3 separate regions of the Sus scrofa genome follow, and regions 1 and 2 are each linked to region 3. Evidence: chromatin contacts called from public HiChIP or PLAC-seq data. All regions are on one chromosome and are shown on one strand. The core of a region is the stretch at or near the end of the contact, and the rest is flanking DNA. Distances in the headings are between cores, read along the strand shown.

The links. HiChIP or PLAC-seq counts read pairs in DNA pulled down with a chosen protein or histone mark.
Region 1: an H3K27ac HiChIP or PLAC-seq map of skeletal muscle shows a contact between it and region 3, with 3 times the contacts expected there. The contact joins the enhancer-like site here to the promoter of KLF9 in region 3. A contact is called at or near these places in 1 of 5 promoter capture datasets (liver), 18 of 47 Hi-C or Micro-C datasets (adipose tissue, alveolar macrophages, brain and 9 more) and 2 of 2 datasets of contacts at active chromatin or transcription factors (alveolar macrophages and skeletal muscle).
Region 2: a contact with region 3 is called in an H3K27ac HiChIP or PLAC-seq map of alveolar macrophages. The contact joins the enhancer-like site here to the promoter of KLF9 in region 3. A contact is called at or near these places in 1 of 5 promoter capture datasets (liver), 6 of 47 Hi-C or Micro-C datasets (epiblast stem cells, liver, retroperitoneal adipose tissue and 2 more) and 2 of 2 datasets of contacts at active chromatin or transcription factors (alveolar macrophages and skeletal muscle).

What each region holds. Positions count from the first base shown.
Region 1 is chr1:223,792,877-223,795,576 of Sscrofa11.1, reverse strand. The region is part of intron 2 of LOC110255683 (a long non-coding RNA gene); the gene reads left to right. Among named protein-coding and RNA genes, the nearest start is that of KLF9, 47 kb to the right of the region's middle. Within about 2 kb of position 1,261, at least 45 of the 83 cell types and tissues checked have an H3K27ac peak or open chromatin away from gene starts, as enhancers often do. A contact at or near this core is called in adipose tissue, alveolar macrophages, brain and 6 more, where this site is marked.
Region 2 is chr1:223,700,752-223,703,451 of Sscrofa11.1, reverse strand. No RefSeq gene overlaps it. Among named protein-coding and RNA genes, the nearest start is that of KLF9, 46 kb to the left of the region's middle. Within about 2 kb of position 1,416, at least 13 of the 83 cell types and tissues checked have an H3K27ac peak or open chromatin away from gene starts, as enhancers often do. A contact at or near this core is called in alveolar macrophages, liver, retroperitoneal adipose tissue and 1 more, where this site is marked.
Region 3 is chr1:223,746,311-223,749,010 of Sscrofa11.1, reverse strand. It overlaps KLF9 (Kruppel like factor 9), which reads left to right and starts at 1,350. Exons shown (of 3, transcript NM_001011504.1): 1 at 1,350-1,373; 2 at 1,376-1,853. The coding sequence starts at 1,350.

The DNA.
Region 1 (2,700 bases), core at 12-2,511, 47 kb before region 3:
TGCGGGTTCGATCCCTGGCCTTGCTCAGTGGGTCATCAGTCTGGCATTGCTGTGTTGTAGGTCACAGACACAGCTTGGATCTGGCTTTGCAGTGGCTGTGGTATAGGCCGGCAGCTACAGCTCCTATTTGACCCCTAGCCTGGGAACCTCCATATGCCTCAGGTGCGGTCCTAAAAAGACAAAAGACAAAAAAAGAAAAAAAGAATCCACTGCTATTAAAAGTAATAATAAGTTGATGGAGTTCCCACTGTGGCTCAGCAGAAATGAACCCAACTAGTACCCATGAGGTCACAGGTTTGATCCCTCGCCCCCAGCTCAGTTGGGTTAAGGATCCAGCATTGCCGTGAGTTGCAGCGTAGGTTGCAGACGCAACTCGGATGGATCTGGTGTTGCTGTGGCTGTGGTGTAGGCCAGCAGCTGTAACTCCAATTTGACCCCTTGCCTGGGAACTTCCATATGCCTTGGGTAGGACCCTAAAAAGAGAAAAAAAGAAAGTAGTAATAGGTTGAAATCTACTGTTGCCTATCTGATAGAGGTCTTACCCTCAGATCCTCCAAGCATACCCTAAACTATTTATCAGTGTGCCTCTAAATTGGAGACTCAGCCCTAAAACTAGGCAAAGATTGTCTTCAAAGAGAAATTTCAGATCATCTTACCAAGCATTGGTTACACCTCTTGAGTTGGTAATTTACGTGGAGGCAAAGGACCCAAAACCCTTACTATCTATTCTCTCAGGCCATATAGTAAATTGGGGAACCCCTGTAACATCTCTTGAGAGCCTGAACACCTGAAAGAAGTCACAGGCCCTGGAGGCCTTCCTTTTCCTTATAGGAAAGTATCTTTTGTTGTCATAGTCCCTTGAATGCCTACGAGGGAACAAGAAAGGAAGAAAGAAAGAAATCTAGGAGAGATGGTGACAGACTTGTTCATTTCCAAAGTGCAAGCCTGAGTGCTGACTCAGAGAAAGGACATCACAGGCTTTTTGTTCTTCCAAGAACTGTAATGCTTGGGATTTTTAATTTCAAGATGTGAAAAGCAAATGATCAGGGCCCAAATCAGAGAGAACACAACGATTTCAACAATTTGGGGGTTATCTTCCCTGTTTTTCCCCCTCCGTGTCTGTATGGTTCCTCAAACAAAGTGGGTTGGAAAAGTTCAAGCTCAGTTCACAGAAGAGAACATTCTGTACTCTGCACAACAGGCTGGGCTGCTCTCTGTAAAACAAAATCAACAGCATGATCTCAGCCACTGCGGCGGCAGGCACCGCTCCGCCAGCCCACGGCCCCAGCGTTTGAATAGACCGGCTGTCAAAGGCGCCCTGTGGACAGGACACGTGGAAGGTGCAGCCCCACGCGCATGCGCCCCCACCCCCCACCCGCTGGAGACACAGGCCACAGAAATGACTTTCTGTCCAATTGTTACTTCTCTTTCCCAGAGGGTCAAGGAAGTTGTTTGGATATTTCTCCTTGGGGAGTAATTACAGCTGAAATATTTCCAAGGAAACAGCCCCCTGTGTGTGCACTTCTACTCTGGCATTCATTGGAGCTTTTCAATCTGTTTGGATATTACTGTAATCAAATGACAGCATTAACACTAAATAACGCTGCTGCTTCCCTACTGGGGGCAGGGAGACAGGAAAGGAAAGAGGCATGCCCCCTCCCCCACCTCCTCAGTTTTTCAGTTTTATTCTGGCTCCCTGGCCGCCTTCTTTTGTCTAGAATTTAGAATGTAATTCAGTAAATATTTAGTGAGTACATATTTGGTGCCAGGAACTGTCCATAGAATAATACCTGTAGCAAGGTTTTCCTAGGGAGTGAAAACCTGGCCTTGAAGCCAGTCAGTGGAGGAAGAAAAGCGGAGCTGTGTGTGGGCATCACCAGTGGAAAGTGGGAGGGAGAGGCGAGGGGGTTCTCCAGGAGGGTTGAGGGACTAAGGTACTGGACCGCCCTGCCCGTGGATGGGAGTTCCTAAGTGTGGCAACACAGATATCTGGAATGGGGCTACTCACCCAGCATTCCTTCTATGCTGAATTCAAGCCTGTTTGCTAGAGGAAGAAACAAGAATGCATAGCTGCCCTGCATCAGGGGAATGGAATTGCCATCCTCTGCCTCCTTTAAAGTCACCCTTTCTTACAGGGGCTGCAAGACAGGACTCCGAGACCAGGGCAGGGTGAGGGGCGGCGTGGAGAAATGGCATGTGGAAAAGCAGGGGCTTCTGTGCTTGTGAAGGGCTTGGAACCCTGGCTTACTGTCTGTATGGGCTCAGGTGAGATTCTCAGACTTGGAGCCCAAGAGTCTTCTCAGCTGTGCCCTCCCTCAGCTATTAACTGGGGAGAGAAATCCCTGTTTTGTAGAACTCTTGACTTTGTGGAATGTAAGGAAATAATATATGCCTTTTCTTGGCAGAGAGTAGACATTTAATAAATAGTAACCATTGTTATAGTTAATGTAAGTACTGTTCAGAGAAAGCTGTTAACTGAAGTAGGTTAAGAACTTCTACCAGTATGTCCTCTGAAAAGTGTTCTTGCCCATGTCGTTTACAATTCATTGATTTACTGGATGTCTGCTGAGCACCTGCCCCCAGAACTGTGCTCTGTGTGAGGCACTGTGACAGACACTGGGCCAACAAAAGACCCCTCCTCAAGCAGCTTCCCGCACCTGTCCAGGGAGGGAGTTTTTACAGGACAATGGCAGCCAGGGG
Region 2 (2,700 bases), core at 167-2,666, 46 kb after region 3:
CACAAGTGATTGGATATAGTTCCCTGTGCTACAAAGCAGCACCTCATTGCTTCTCCATTCCAAATGCAATAGTTTCCATCTACTAACCCCCAAATCCCAGTCCATCCCACTCCCTCCCTCTCCCCCTTGGCAACTACAGGTCTGCTCTCCACGTTGGTGAGTCTGTTTCTGTTTTGTAGACAAGTTCACCTATGCCACATTTTAGATTCTACATATAAGTGAAATCATATGGTATTTGTCTTTCTCTTTCTGACTTACTTCACATAGTAATGAGAATCTCTGGTTGCAAGCATGTTGCTACAAATGGCATTATTTTGTTCTTTTTATGGCTGAGTAGTCTTCCATTGTGTATATGTACCACATCTTCTTAATCCATTCATCTATTGATGGACATTTAGGTTGTTTCCCTGTCTTGGCTATTGTGAATAGTGCTGCAGCGACCATAGGGATGCATATATCTTTTTGAAAGAAACTTTTGTCCAGCTATATGCCCAGGGGTGGGATTGCTAGATCATATGGTAGTTCTATATTTAGTTTTCAGGAATATAATACTGTTTTCTATAGTGGTTTTACCAATTTGCATTCCCACCAGTAGTGTAGGAAGGTTCCACAATCCCATATTTTAACAGTTTTTAATATTCCATACATCTCACAGGTTGCTTCAGTGTTCTTGATGTAAATTCCTCAACATTTAGTTTCTGAAGAGCCACAATGTTTGGAACTGAGCAGCACAAACAATGTGATGAGAGTTATCACCAGATGACAAGTAATTTTGTACCACAATTCCAGAATATGCTGAAGAACAGTCAAAAAGCAAAGTCCAAGCAAGAGAACAAGCTTTTGTGTCCTGTCCTCTGGTTCATCTGCTTTAGGTGATGCTCTCTGAGACATATCCCAGCCCTCTTTCGCCTATGTTTTCCTTAGACCCCAATCCAACAGAGAACTGCACTTCATGGTAACACACCTCTCTGTAAAGATGTTTCTTCCATTTGGAAGCTACAGCTGAGGCAGGAGGGCAGATAATGAACAGTCTTTCCACCTGATCTCTATGGGTTCCAAAGACATCCTATTTATTTTTGCAAAATGAATCCAGGTTTTATATAAAGTAGTTTTATATTTCCACATTAGAATATAAAAGAAGGAATAGACCTAATACCCTTGTAAGACCCAAAGGAAATCAATTCACTAAGCTGAACATTCTACTCTTCTTGTTTATATACTCAGTAATGATTTTTAAGACTAGACTTTGGCTATAAATTCTGTCCATTTTAATAATATGATAGTTATTTTACCAGCAAAAGCAGGTTTATTCCAGGAGAGCCAGAGGAATTGTAATTTAGAATATATGAGGCATGGGGGACCGTAAGTGAATCCGGAAGCAAGGAAGGGGAACTTGCTTTTTATAGGAAAAAGAGGAGGGGTGGAAGGGGCTCTAGTAAATAAAAAATCCCTTGGAGGAAGCTGAGAGTCCAAAGTCTGAAGGCTTCTCATTGATTAGGCTGCTACAGTTTCTGATTGGCTGGACTGTCATGGGGCAGCGTTCTCTTCTTCCTGCCTAATAGTAATGTAGGCAACACTTTCACTTTCCTGTCCCAGATGTATGCATAGGTTACTTACTGTCTGGAGTAAGTGATAATGCGTAGAGCCCATGAGAGCTCCCCCTACAGGCTTGTCCCAACTCCAAGTTTAGCTGAGACTGCTTTAATTCCACGCTTAATAACAAGTATGGGTTATAATCATCAGTAAAGAAATTCTTCTCCTCCCTCTGTAATGATGATAAATAGATCATTTTTAATTTTAAATGAGAGGATGTCTTCTAGATGGCTTTTAGACATTGATTTTTGCTTATTCTATATCAAAACCCTCTTATGGAGACCCCCCAGGAACTGGTATCAACAATAGATAAGGCATGGAGTTCCCATTGTGACTCAGCAGAAGCAAATCTGAATAGTATCCATGAGGACGCAGTTTTGATCCCTGGCCCTGCTCAGCGTGTTAAGATCTGGCGTTGCTATGAGTTGTGGTATAGGTTGCAGACCCTACTCAAATCTGGTGTGGCTGTGGCTCTGATTGGACTCCCAGCCTGGGAACTTCCATACAGCGCTCCTACAGCCCTAAAAAACAAACAAAAAAAAAAACCCACAAAACAAACAGAAAAAAACAATAGATAAGGCAAAAAAAAAAAAAAAAAAAAAACCCAACAAACAGGTAAGCAAAACTTTGCAAGAAATAGCCTTCATGGTATGATTTGCTCTGGAATGAGAATCTCTTTATTAATTATCAAAGTCTCTTTTTCTCTGTTAATAGGGATGGTCAGGTTGATTTTTTTTTTAAGTTCTCAATATCTTATCAAATCAATGGTTTTAATGTTTTTAACAGCTTTGGTGAGATATGACTGACATACAAGAAACTGCATATATTTAAAGTGCACAGTTTATTTTGACATGTGTATACCCCTCATGAAAACAATCACAATCAAGGTAATGAACTTATCTACCAGCAGCCTCAAAATTTTCTCGTGCCCCTTTATAATTGCTCCATCTCATTCCTTTCTACTCACCTCTGCCACCTACCCAGGCAACCACTGATTGTTTTCTGACGCTATAAATTGGTTTATATTTTTAAGAATTTTGTATAAATAAAAGAATATAGTTCTATTTATTTTGGGGAGGGGGGGTCTGTCTCCCTTGCTCAGTATAA
Region 3 (2,700 bases), core at 101-2,600:
CCAAAGTATTCTGTATCCCAAAACAGAAAAACAAAACAAAACAAAACCAGATTGAGGTTTTCTCATTTGTGTTTATTCTTGAGCAACTTGGCCTGACATATTTAGTTGTTTTTTTTAATTATAAACTCACGATGCACTTATTCATCACCCATGCTTTCCCATACATATCTCAGTTTTACTACTAACAACACAAAGTACAAGGATATGTTCAGTTTCACTACAGCTCTTCGCGTTTACAAGAGTGGAGCGCTTGCCTTCAAAACGCCCTTCTGATTGGCTGAGCCTATGTTAGTGACATCAACCAACTTACTTTTGATTGGAAGGTTGGTTGCTGGGACTGTAGCGTTTGCAGGAAGTCACTTAACTCTTTGAGAGCTGGAAAACAAACTGAAGTTCTCTTTTGTCATTAAGAACAAGCGCAACTGAGTAGGGAAGGTGTGTCCCACAGCTCCGAAAGCTGGATTGTGAGCCAGGAGGTCTGGACCAGCTAAGGGGTTGAGAAGCACTCCAGAAGATGCGCGACTGCTTTTTTGCAACCTCTCGGCTGTTACCCTTTTAAATGTCAGCGTTCGAGGCTGTAGGGGTAGCACGAGGCATCGAAACGGAACAGTCGGATTGGCCGCATGTCTCAGTTCTAGACGCACCTCTCCACCGAAAGGCCGTTCTGACTGGCAGGGGGAGAAAGTAAACAGAGTTGAATCACCCTCCCCACTGGCCAATTGGAGGGGGTTTGGATTGTGACGTGATGGGATTCTGCGAAATTGTTACTGAGCGAGAGAATGCCGGAACGGTGCGGACCGGCAAGAGCAGGGTCTCAGAAGCCGTCAGTGGACTGGGGGAAAAGTGTCTCTTAGACCTGGCGCTAGGTCCGGCCGTTGCCACCCGCATCCAGGTGGTCGGGTGAATGTCCTGGGGCTTTGGCTCGACGGAGAGGCGGCTGAGGGCGTGTACCTCTCTTGCAGTTTCCTCTCTCAGCGCCTCGGGGGCGTTTTTGGTCGAATAAACTTGCGACCGCCACGTGTGGCACCTTTCCAAGGGAGCCGGCTCGGAGCGGCCGGCGCGCCCGTCGGGGGTATAGCGCCCGGCGTGGGGCACCATCGGCGGCGAGAAGCGGCGGCGCAGCGAAGCCCGGGGCCGTGGATGCTGCGTGCGGAGGCGCTGCCGGTTACGTAAAGATGAGGGGCTGAGGTCGCCTCGGCGCTCCTGCGAGTCGGAAGCGCCCCGCGCCCCCGCCCCCTTGGCCACCGCGCAGCGCCGCGCTCATCGTCCGAGGCCAGGGCACAGCGAGCCGAACCTCTGCAGCCACCACCAAGTTTGGCCGCGTCGCTGGGGCTGCTGTCGCCCGCACCATGTCTGCGGCCGCCTACATGGACTTGTGGCTGCCCAGTGTCTGGTTTCCATTTCGAACCGCGCTGCGGTGCCGGAGCATGGGGGCGCTCCGGACGCCGAGCGGCTGCGACTACCTGAGCGTGAGGTGACCAAGGAGCACGGTGACCCGGGGGACACCTGGAAGGATTATTGCACGCTGGTCACCATCGCCAAGAGCTTGTTGGACCTGAACAAGTACCGACCCATCCAGACCCCTTCGGTGTGCAGCGACAGCCTGGAGAGTCCTGATGAGGATATGGGATCCGACAGCGACGTGACCACCGAATCTGGGTCGAGTCCTTCCCACAGCCCGGAGGAGAGACAGGATCCTGGCAGCGCGCCCAGCCCGCTCTCCCTCCTCCACCCTGGAGTGGCTGCGAAGGGGAAACACGCCTCCGAAAAGAGGCACAAGTGCCCCTACAGTGGCTGTGGGAAAGTCTATGGAAAATCCTCCCATCTCAAAGCCCATTACAGAGTGCATACAGGTTAGCGGCGTCTCCTTCTTCCCGCAAGCTCTGGGGTTAGTTAACCTTTGGCCGGGCAGCCTTTCTGGGAGTTAACAACGCACTTGGCCGAAAGGGTGCAAAAATTTTGGATAAGATGCTGTTTAACTCTTAAAAAAATTGAACTGTGTAGAGACAGAAAGCTCACTCTCTTCTTAATCGTCCCCAGCCTCTAGAAGCCATGGAGAGCATTAACCTGGCGGGGCGGAGTGAGTGCTGAGCGCCAGCCCCCGTGCGTGGCCACGCGGGGAGTGGTGCCTCCCCTCCCTGTCCCGCCCCGCCCCCCGCCGGACTCCAGCACCGGCGGCAGTGGGGCCACCCCACCTGGGCAGACGCTGACGGGGGTTGAGGGACACAGTCAAACCACTGTGTTATCTTTTATTTTATTCTCTTGTGGGATTGCAGCGAAGTGGCCAAACCTGGGGAGAAGCGGCGCACTTTACAGGGAACCTTTTAGGAATGACTAAGGGTTCGCTGGTTTAGCTGTATGCTTGCTACTTTTCAGGCCTTGCCAAGGTGCTTTTAAATTTGGCCAAGAATCCCCAGAGAGCTTTAAAATAATACTGCTTCAGGCAGCAGATGAGTTTGATCAAGTGATGGTTTGTTAACTTCACGACTAGTTAGCCTTTTAAATGAGAGATTCAGAGAGGATTTTTCTCCACGTGATTTAGGTCGCACCGGGCGGCCCTTAGCAAGGAGGTGTGGTCCTTGCCGAGGTCAAGGCTGATAATGAAGGTTGGGATGTTCTGGAGGCCCCAAGGAAGGTTATTTCCCAGGGAAAGCGAAGGCAGGGCTGACCAGAGGCATGTGGCTGAGACATCCGCAGTAT